Regions from separate parts of the Mus musculus genome. Here region 1 is linked to region 2. The links are chromatin contacts, called in public HiChIP or PLAC-seq maps. All regions are on one chromosome and are shown on one strand. The core of a region is the stretch at or near the end of the contact, and the rest is flanking DNA. Distances in the headings are between cores, read along the strand shown. Region 1 overlaps Zeb2 (zinc finger E-box binding homeobox 2). Region 2 overlaps Gtdc1 (glycosyltransferase-like domain containing 1).

The links. HiChIP or PLAC-seq counts read pairs in DNA pulled down with a chosen protein or histone mark.
Region 1: an H3K27ac HiChIP or PLAC-seq map of VIP interneurons shows a contact between it and region 2, with 4 times the contacts expected there. The contact joins two enhancer-like sites. A contact is called at or near these places in 3 of 39 promoter capture datasets (the 3T3-L1 cell line, 3T3-L1-derived adipocytes and liver), 3 of 484 Hi-C or Micro-C datasets (cerebral cortex, cortical neurons and forebrain), 1 of 115 datasets of contacts at active chromatin or transcription factors (VIP interneurons) and 1 of 9 other capture datasets (adipose tissue).

The regions. Positions count from the first base shown.
Region 1 is chr2:44,996,606-45,001,395 of GRCm38.p6, reverse strand. Zeb2 (zinc finger E-box binding homeobox 2) reads left to right here. Exons shown (of 10, transcript NM_015753.4): 7 at 2,404-2,512; 8 at 3,401-4,790. Among named protein-coding and RNA genes, the nearest start is that of Mir5129, 24 kb to the left of the region's middle. Within about 2 kb of position 1,310, at least 43 of the 459 cell types and tissues checked have an H3K27ac peak or open chromatin away from gene starts, as enhancers often do. A contact at or near this core is called in VIP interneurons and cerebral cortex, where this site is marked.
Region 2 is chr2:44,568,015-44,572,917 of GRCm38.p6, reverse strand. Gtdc1 (glycosyltransferase-like domain containing 1) reads left to right here. Exons shown (of 11, transcript NM_001362987.1): 9 at 1,635-1,705; 10 at 2,408-2,499. Among named protein-coding and RNA genes, the nearest start is that of Gm39806, 69 kb to the right of the region's middle. Within about 2 kb of position 1,492, at least 24 of the 459 cell types and tissues checked have an H3K27ac peak or open chromatin away from gene starts, as enhancers often do. A contact at or near this core is called in VIP interneurons and cerebral cortex, where this site is marked.

The DNA of each region.
Region 1 (4,790 bases), core at 61-2,560, 430 kb before region 2:
GTGTTAATTTCTAATTTAGAAATTTTATTTGCACTTTAACTTGACTTTAGTTTCATTTTTATGTTCCACAAAAAGTGAATGAAATTGTAGCATTTTAATTATACATTATTAAACATCTCAGCAATTTTAATTCCATTTTTCACCTAGTTTTGCTTAGGCATTTTTTTTTATATAGGACCTAATACATAGCAAAAGAAGTGCATATTTCTCTCATTTGTCACGAAACACTTTTAAATTACTTAGAATACTTTACAAGCTTACTAATTTATGAAATATGTTTTTAAGGAGATAGAAAGGCCATATAAGTTATATGCATATACACATAATAAATTGGAAAAGTGATAAATGATAAAAAACATTGGTTATAATTAAAATGACTCCATCTCAATATACATGCTTGTAGTTAAATGCCAAAATTGTTCTGCCTCTTTTAGCCTACTTGTTTTAAAAATAAGAACTCTGGCTTGGAAAGGTAGGAATAGGGTCTTAAATCCTTGAAATGACTGAGTAGGGCTAATTCACAGCATCTCTTAAATGTTTCAGCAAAACTGCTCTTTCTATCCTCCTGGGAGAATTGACTGTGCAAATTGATATTATGATGTGTTGGGTGGTCACAGTAATGGTGTTTCATAAGTCACAATAACTGGTCCTACAGATACAGAATTGCCCCTAAATGAACTTTGATATTATATATTTTTGAGATGGTTAAATATGACATTCTCTATAAAACTCCGATTTGTCCTCATAGGCCTTATTGTCTTTGAATAAGGAAAAGAAGACACAAACTCAATTAAGCAAGAATGGCAATACTGTGTTACAAATTTTTACTATTTAAGGCACTATATCACATTATCACACCATTTGTTTCTGATTGGACTTGTGAGTTGAATGTTTTCCAAAGATCAGCTATAAGTAATACGCTTGTGCAGTTACACTTTTGTAACAGTTTATCTTCTCATGCTTCTATGCACAAAAAAACTCTAGGAAAAAAAAAAAGCCTAGATATTTATCTAGTATAACTGCTTTAAATTTCACATGCAGAAGTGTGATTGTGTTGGCGCATTATGAATGGTAGCTTTGGTGTTGAAAAGTCCCCTCATTTGCTCATGGCATTTACAATTAGTAAATTAAAATGATTGTATCATATTAACAGTGGCACAACTAAAGTTTATAGTAGTCCTCTGAGGGCTGTGGGGGAGACAAAGCAGCTGTTGCTGTTTGTTTATGCAACTCGGCAACATATGAGCACTGGTCCCTCAATGGCGCTCGGCGGGTTGGGCTCCGCTTGATCTTTGAAGGTTGCTGCTGTTTGAACAAACCTCCCTGTGTCCCATGTAACACCATCTGTCTCACTAGGAATGTGGGAAGATTCAGCACACCCTAGCAGTTGTCACACCGTTTCTGGGCTGTCTTTTTGCAAAAGGCTTTTGTGTCATTGCTGCAGAAAAAGGCTGGCCTCCTACCTTGAGCATCCAGAGTGGATGACTGTTGGGTTGTTGTTTTTTTTTTTCCCCCTTAGAATTTCAAGTCACACTGCGTTTCCCCCTTGTTCAAAAAGGTCAGCGGTGTTGGATGGTATCTGTGCTGCCTCTAACTTGTCTTTTCAGCAAACTTTTTTTTTTCTGTTGGTTCTTGCACACTACTAAAACGGAAAATGAAATGTCATTGAAGTCTTTCCTACTGACTTGTGATAAAGCTGTTCAAGCAGACATAACCCAAGATGTTGTCTCTTATTTGATAATGAATCAAATCTGATAGGCAGCACCTAAGAAAAACACAGTTAACATGGGCCAGTAGCACAGTGAATGGGATATTTAAACAGGCATACCAAATATTTATAGTCAAAGGGTTTTTTTTTTTTTTGATTTTGTCTTTTATTTGGGGGTGGGGAGAGGTCTCCATTTCTTTAAATTTCAGTTTGATTTAGTTTACACTTTTACCTGGAAACAGAAAACTTCACAAAAATTTGTTTTAAGTGTGGGTTAAAAGAAAAGAACAATTTTATAATTTTCAGGAAAGTATTTTTTTCCTCCTCAAGCCAGCCGTGTTTTGAAAGGAAGCCTTTAGGGTTCAGATTCTGCACTAAACCAAAAGGAGCCATGAGCATCTCTACAATCATACTTCTCATCTCAAGGGTCAAAGAAATGCTGTAGAAAAAAGATGTCAGGCGTAATTGTGAAGCAAGGGTCCGACGTGCACGGGAAGCACTTTCTTAAAAGAGAAAAATTCCCATTTTATTACCAGCATTACCACTTTTATTGCAACTCTGAAAGTCTGACCAGATAAATAAGCATGAACTCAGACCTCTCAGCCTGTCTAAAAAAGAGGTCTTGGGAAAGATTCCTAAGCAAGCTCCTTTGTGCCTCCTGAACAAAGATGACGGCCATTTTTCTCCTTTTACAGCACCAAATGCTAACCCAAGGAGCAGGTAACCGCAAGTTCAAGTGCACGGAGTGTGGCAAGGCCTTCAAGTACAAGCACCACCTGAAAGAACACCTGAGAATTCACAGTGGTGAGTCACAGGGGGGTCGCTGCATTGCATTCTTTCCTACTAGAGAAGATTGTGGAGACCTTTTCAGTGTACACAGTCCCGGGTGGAGTGTTGTGGGCTTACCCCTTTATTTCATAAGCTCTAGGAGTCTTGGAGAGTCTTATGGTATCCTATAAATGCTTATCCTTCTTACAATTCACAAGGGCTTTGATTTGTGTTTTCTGCTAAATCTAGAGACTTTTACAAAACCGTATAACTTTGACCTGGAGATATTTGGGCTGCAATTTCAGAAAGATATTCATTTTTTTTTTGATACCTAAACTTACAAGAAAAAGTGGGAGAAAATTGGACAGGAACTTGCATATGCTAACCATTTCTTGACTCCTGATAGCTATACATCATAAACCCACATCCTACCGCTGAGATTTCTGCTTTATACATAGTTTGATAGCTCTGCCAAGCATTTTATTACCAAATTGGATGCTATTCAAAGAACTAGTTGAATTGGTAGAATCAATGGGGTCTCCACAGAGTTGATTAAAGCCATGGCTACACTTCCCTTTAAATACTGTGACATCTTTATTGTGCTATTGACCACACATTAATCTGACACTCTGTTTAAATAGGAGGCTGCTGATGGCCTGACAAGATTTGGGATTCTAACTGAAAAAGGCGTAGAGAGCCTTTACCTTCCACAGCTTACATCTTGAATTATGTCCACTGGGGGTAGATAAAATCCAGAGATAGTTATGGTCATATAACTCTGACGTAAGCATCTAGAATGTAGAGTCCACCTACATTCGACACCTAGATTAATTTCATTTGGTTTCACAGATTCTTATCTTGGCAGACAACTTTGCATGTTACCTAAATGAAGAAATCTAATGCTAATTTTAATTATCCTTTCAGGTGAAAAACCTTACGAATGCCCAAACTGCAAGAAACGCTTCTCTCATTCTGGGTCCTACAGTTCACATATCAGCAGCAAGAAATGTATTGGTTTAATATCAGTAAATGGCCGAATGAGAAACAATATCAAGACGGGTTCTTCCCCTAATTCTGTTTCTTCTTCTCCTACTAACTCAGCCATTACTCAGTTAAGGAACAAGTTGGAAAATGGAAAACCACTTAGCATGTCTGAGCAGACAGGCTTACTTAAGATTAAAACAGAACCACTAGACTTCAATGACTATAAAGTTCTTATGGCAACACATGGGTTTAGTGGCAGCAGTCCCTTTATGAACGGTGGGCTTGGAGCCACCAGCCCTTTAGGTGTACACCCATCTGCTCAGAGTCCAATGCAGCACTTAGGTGTAGGGATGGAAGCCCCTTTACTTGGATTTCCCACTATGAATAGTAACTTGAGTGAGGTACAAAAGGTTCTACAGATTGTGGACAATACGGTTTCTAGGCAAAAGATGGACTGCAAGACGGAAGACATTTCAAAGTTGAAAGGTTATCACATGAAGGATCCATGTTCTCAGCCAGAAGAACAAGGGGTAACTTCTCCCAATATTCCCCCTGTCGGTCTTCCAGTAGTGAGTCATAACGGTGCCACTAAAAGTATTATTGACTATACCTTAGAGAAAGTCAATGAAGCCAAAGCTTGCCTCCAGAGCTTGACCACCGACTCAAGGAGACAGATCAGTAACATAAAGAAAGAGAAGTTGCGTACTTTGATAGATTTGGTCACTGATGATAAAATGATTGAGAACCACAGCATATCCACTCCATTTTCATGCCAGTTCTGTAAAGAAAGCTTCCCGGGCCCTATTCCCCTGCATCAGCATGAACGATACCTGTGTAAGATGAATGAAGAGATCAAGGCAGTCCTGCAACCTCATGAAAACATAGTCCCCAACAAAGCTGGAGTTTTTGTTGATAATAAAGCCCTCCTCTTGTCATCTGTACTTTCCGAGAAAGGACTGACAAGCCCCATCAACCCATACAAGGACCACATGTCTGTACTGAAAGCATACTATGCTATGAACATGGAGCCCAACTCTGATGAACTGCTGAAAATCTCCATTGCTGTGGGCCTTCCTCAGGAATTTGTGAAGGAATGGTTTGAGCAAAGAAAAGTCTACCAGTATTCGAATTCCAGGTCACCATCACTGGAAAGGACCTCCAAGCCGTTAGCTCCCAACAGTAACCCCACCACAAAAGACTCTTTGTTACCCAGGTCTCCTGTAAAACCTATGGACTCCATCACATCGCCATCTATAGCAGAACTCCACAACAGTGTTACGAGTTGTGATCCTCCTCTCAGGCTAACAAAATCTTCCCATTTCACCAATAT
Region 2 (4,903 bases), core at 243-2,742:
TTTAATTTTCCCTCTTATATCAAATAATGCTGTTCCTGTCTTATTGTATGATGTTTTAATTGGTAGAGGCATTTTGGAAATAGTATGGTATATACTCATATGATGACTCAAAATGAAAATCAGCCTGTGATTTTCTTTTTGGGTATAGAATAATTCAAATCCATTATTGAAAAGCAGATAATCTGCACTTTCCGACATGCCTGTGACTTTACCCTTAACTTTATGTGATTATAAGAGACTGTTTATGTGTATTCGCGTTTCCGTTGGCACAGCGTTTTAGAACTGAGTGACTTCAGGCACTGGGCTTGCTTTTTTTTTTTTATGGTTTGTGAAGTGCATCAAGGTTGACATTCTCAAAAGTTTTTTGTTTTATGATTTGTACTACAGCACAGGGTAACATAGAGCTGTGCTTATCATACTTATACATTTAGGAAAGGGTGAGATAGCTTGTCTTCTGCAGTTGATAATTGGTAACTAAAACCTTTGCATTTCTATTGTGTTTGGTAACAACTTAGTATTTTTCCAAAAATTGTAGCTCAAAGTAAATACTTTTTCTTTAAACTAATTTCAGTTTAACATCATAAAAATAGGGACACCATCACCCACTTAAAAACAGTTTAAATTGCATGTACTCTGTCACTGTAAATAAACAAGGTAAACATTGACATGACTTCAGATCATTCTTGGACTGAAAAAAAATCTGCAGTTCAAAATAAATTCCGCCTTTGGTCAACATTTTGGATGCAATTCAAAGTTTCTCATAAAATAAACATATTTTAAAGAGTGTTTTGAATTTCACTGCATAATTTCTAGCCAACAGAAATGACAGTGGTATCTTCAAGGTTTGTGATACGTCAAATCAATAGCCATTATGCAAACCTAGCAGGACTGCAAGGGGCAATGCCTTCCCTCTCCTTAGCCCCCTACCCCTGGGACAGGAAGAAAACTCGCAGAGATAGTCCCTAGGAAGACTCTCAATGCAGAACTTTGTGTTTGTTTAGTAGTAAAACTATTCTGATAAAATAGAAAGTAAGCTGATTTTCAGTCAGAAGAGCAAAATGTTCATTAAAATGATCTGAACAAGAGTTTTTCCACAATTGGAGAGTTTTACATCTGCATAATAACAAATTGTTTCCAAGCACGAGCTTGAACTGAAAATGCCCATCACAACAGATTGTAAATTTTTTCTGCTGCTTTAAAAGTGCCTCGATCATTTCTACGGCTTCCCTGCTAAAGTATTTGCTATTTTATTTAAACATTTTTTGAAAAATGAACATTCTGAGTCTTTGCAGCATTATTAAGAAAAGCTGTCCATACTTTTCCATGTTGTTGAATGTGTTTATCTGCTGATTATAAAATGTGTTAAACAGTATTTTAGAAACAACAAAAATGCAGCGCTGCGCTTTGATGAATTCAGTGAACAGAGCATATGCTGCGGGTTCTGTCCCAGCAAAGTCGGGTATGGTCAATAGGCTCCCGCAAAGAGCAGCTCTGGCGGTTAGGAGCCAGCCGAGCATGATTTTTGTCCCGGGGAGCTCTGGGCTCTCTCTCACTGCTGTCTTAGACAGACAGATCCTTCTGACTGTAATGCTCACGCCTGCTGTCCTCCTGTCCTCTCTCTGACATTTCTGCAGGTTGGAAGCTGTGTACTGTGGCTGCTACCCACTCTGTCCCAAAGCCTTGGTCTATCCTGAGATCTTTCCAGGTAGCTGCTTTCATGTGCTTTTTCTTTGTTGTGATTTAATACAGGATTCATGCTAAACTAAAAGTTTGAAAATAAACTTAAGTAGGAGCAATTGTTTATTTGGCAAGTCAACATGTTAGTGTTAAGGAAAATTTTATGTGTTTTAATACATTAGAGTAAGCTTATATTTACCATCTGTTCTTTTAAGATAACAAAAAAAGCAAGTTTTCAAATAGCATTCTTTATTGTTAGCATACACATCTCATAATGACGGATTTTTATAAGCAGGTCAGTACTGCTGCAATTGCTAACAGATTTTTTTTTTAATGATATACACAGAGAAAATTCGAGGATTGAAAGTCATACCAAATTCTTTAAACAATTGACTAGTTAATAATATGCAACTGTTGTACAGAGTACGTACAGCTACAGTACTGGTTCTTTGAAAAATTCTCATCACTAAATATATCACATATGCATTGTGCTGCATTAGAATAATGTATTTTAATCACCCAGAGGAGATGTCTAAACAGCACAACTACACAGTCTTATTTAGCATTAAACATCCTTGTGAGCTGAGGTAACCTTATAAAATCATGCTTAAATAATGTAAAACATGAGGCGGCACAGAGCAATATGCATTTTTAATTAGTAAAGTGACTAATATCGAGTGTGTGCTTTGAGGTTTTTGTTTCATTAAAAATGTATCTGTTTTTCCTGCAGCTGAGTATCTGTATTCCACACCTGAACAGCTTTCAAAACGGCTCAAGAGTTTCTGCAAGAGGCCAGATATTATAAGAAAACATCTTTATAAGGTAGCTATTGAGAAGAAATTTACGTGCTAGAAATGCCACATTTAAGTACAAAGAAAATTTAAAAAAAAAACATCTAATTAACATACTAATGTTTAAAGGAAACATGCTAGGGAGGGGTGTTGGTTGTTACACTAACAAGGATTAATTAAACTGCATGCCAGTTGTATTAACCTAGGTCTTAGGAAATACGTGCACTCCATGCACACTACATGCTTGCTTTTTAATTTATTGTTTTCTAAGATGACTGTCCTGTACATTTAGCCTCAAGAGGCTTATAAAAATGAACCTGGATTAATGTAACTCATTAGTTTAAAAGGAAGTGAAGGGAAGACTCCACAATTATACTAATAAGAATAAGCCTTTCTTCCCATCATAATGAAATCTTAAGGCCTCAAAAATTTAGCTGAATGACATTAGTGAAGTTTGTTGTTGGTTTTTGAACTGCTTTAAAGGCACCTTTCAAAAGTTGTATTCCCCTCATTCTGGTTAAAATGAGACTTAAAAATTCCATTTATTTAGAGTCAGGTCCATGGGTCTTAGCTGAAAATGTCAAGGCAAATGGTTCATATCAATAGTACCTTCAGCAGTCCCTCTCGCCTTACCTGAGTCCAGCCTCTTACACTGTGAAACAGCACAAAGAGCCCCCACAACACTGTAAGGAGCTGAAGTGGGGTCTGCTTTCTGGGTTTCAGAGGTAGCTCCAGGCCATGAATAATTCACCTTTTGATGGACTTTGACCGTAGTGTCTTCATTTTTTCTAAGGCTAATGTAGTTTACAATCTAGTTCTTTTATAATTCAGAAACTTCTAATTTCCTTTGTTAATATATAACCTTCAGCATGAAATACACTCCTGCCTTTCCCCTCTCTTGTTTCAAGGCCTAAAATACATGTTTACAGAGTGATGCATGAAAACATGACTTTATTTCTCCAGGAAACAGTTAAACTTCAGCAAAAAGGGAGAGAACCAAAAATGCAATTTAACACCCAATTTCAAGCTCATTATCTTTCATTGTCTATTAACTTGGCGATGGTTCAGAAGGTAGCTCATGATAGTTTAAAATGCTGACTGCACAGTTCCAGGCTTCAGTGTGGCTCCCGTAGTGGATACTGTTGCATCGTGCCTGTGAAGCCTCCAAAGAGTCTAGGCCCTCAAGGTTTGCCCCAGTGTGTGCTCCTTCCACAGTTCAGTCGTACTTGTGTTCTCATACAACATGCATCGGTCAATCCCAGTGGGATAGGCAGGCAGAACATGAAGATCATGAAAGTTAAGGAAACAGATGTTTTGGCCTAAGTGGATTCAAGTTATGTTTGTGCTGTGAACCTACTTCAGTAAGTTCCCAGTTAAAATACCAATTTTTTGTTATGCTTCAGGAGAATTTTTGATAAAATGTTTACAGATATGTTTTATCATCAAATGTATTTGCTTTAATGTTGGTTAGGGTCAAACCCTATTAACCCTGTTTTCCTACATCTGAGTCTTCAACTGTTTCACAAGGTCCTGCAACAGTTGTCTGTGGTTTGAAAGGAAACAGATTTCTAGCTGACCTTTTTCAATAGAATTGCCACCCTTCTGGGATATAGTGTTTATTTTACAAATAAATAGAAAAAAATCTGAAGGAATGTTAGCTTGGTGTATAATGTTAATATACAAAATTCTTCACGTACTTAAAAAATAACTCATACTTGAGCTGCACCATTTTAGCGCTGATGGGAAGCTCCAGCCTTCACATGATAAACCCCACAACTCAATGTTTCCTAAATTACTAACCTATAAGAATTTACATGTATGTTTTATGTATTCTTCAATGCATTGTAATTATAAATCTATGCTACACCTTTGTATATGGCCTCATTGATAGATATTAATGATAATTGTTATCTAAAAATTACTCTCCAAATTTAAAGAAATATATCTGAAATTACAAATAGTTGAGAGCTTTAAGACAAATGGCCCATTAAGAGGCACTAGATTAAACAATGCTAGGAATGGTCTCAAGTTTGTTGTGTTAGAGTAACATAGGTCATAGGAGTAGGAGTGAATGTAATGGAAAGATAGCGTGGATCACAGGTGTGGCTGCCTGTTCGCGTTTATTCGCAGGTAGCATCACTCTCACTGGATAAGCCAGACTCATTTCCCTGCGGGGCAGCGTCCATAGCCTACTTATCTTATGCAAGGGCAGAGCACCTTTTGTGTGCTTGTGAAAAGAATGCAAGGGCTTTTAAAAGTCTTTTCTTTTCTCCTCTTTTACTCTCCCTTCCACTGGACAGTTCTGTTTTGCTTTATAAAGCTTGTGCTGCTGAGATCCGAAAGCACAGAAGGTCACGGAATCATCAGTCTGTCCCTCTTACGGTTTACACCTTCTCTTGATAAAATCATTCGGGCTTTGTACCTTTTAGAGTTTA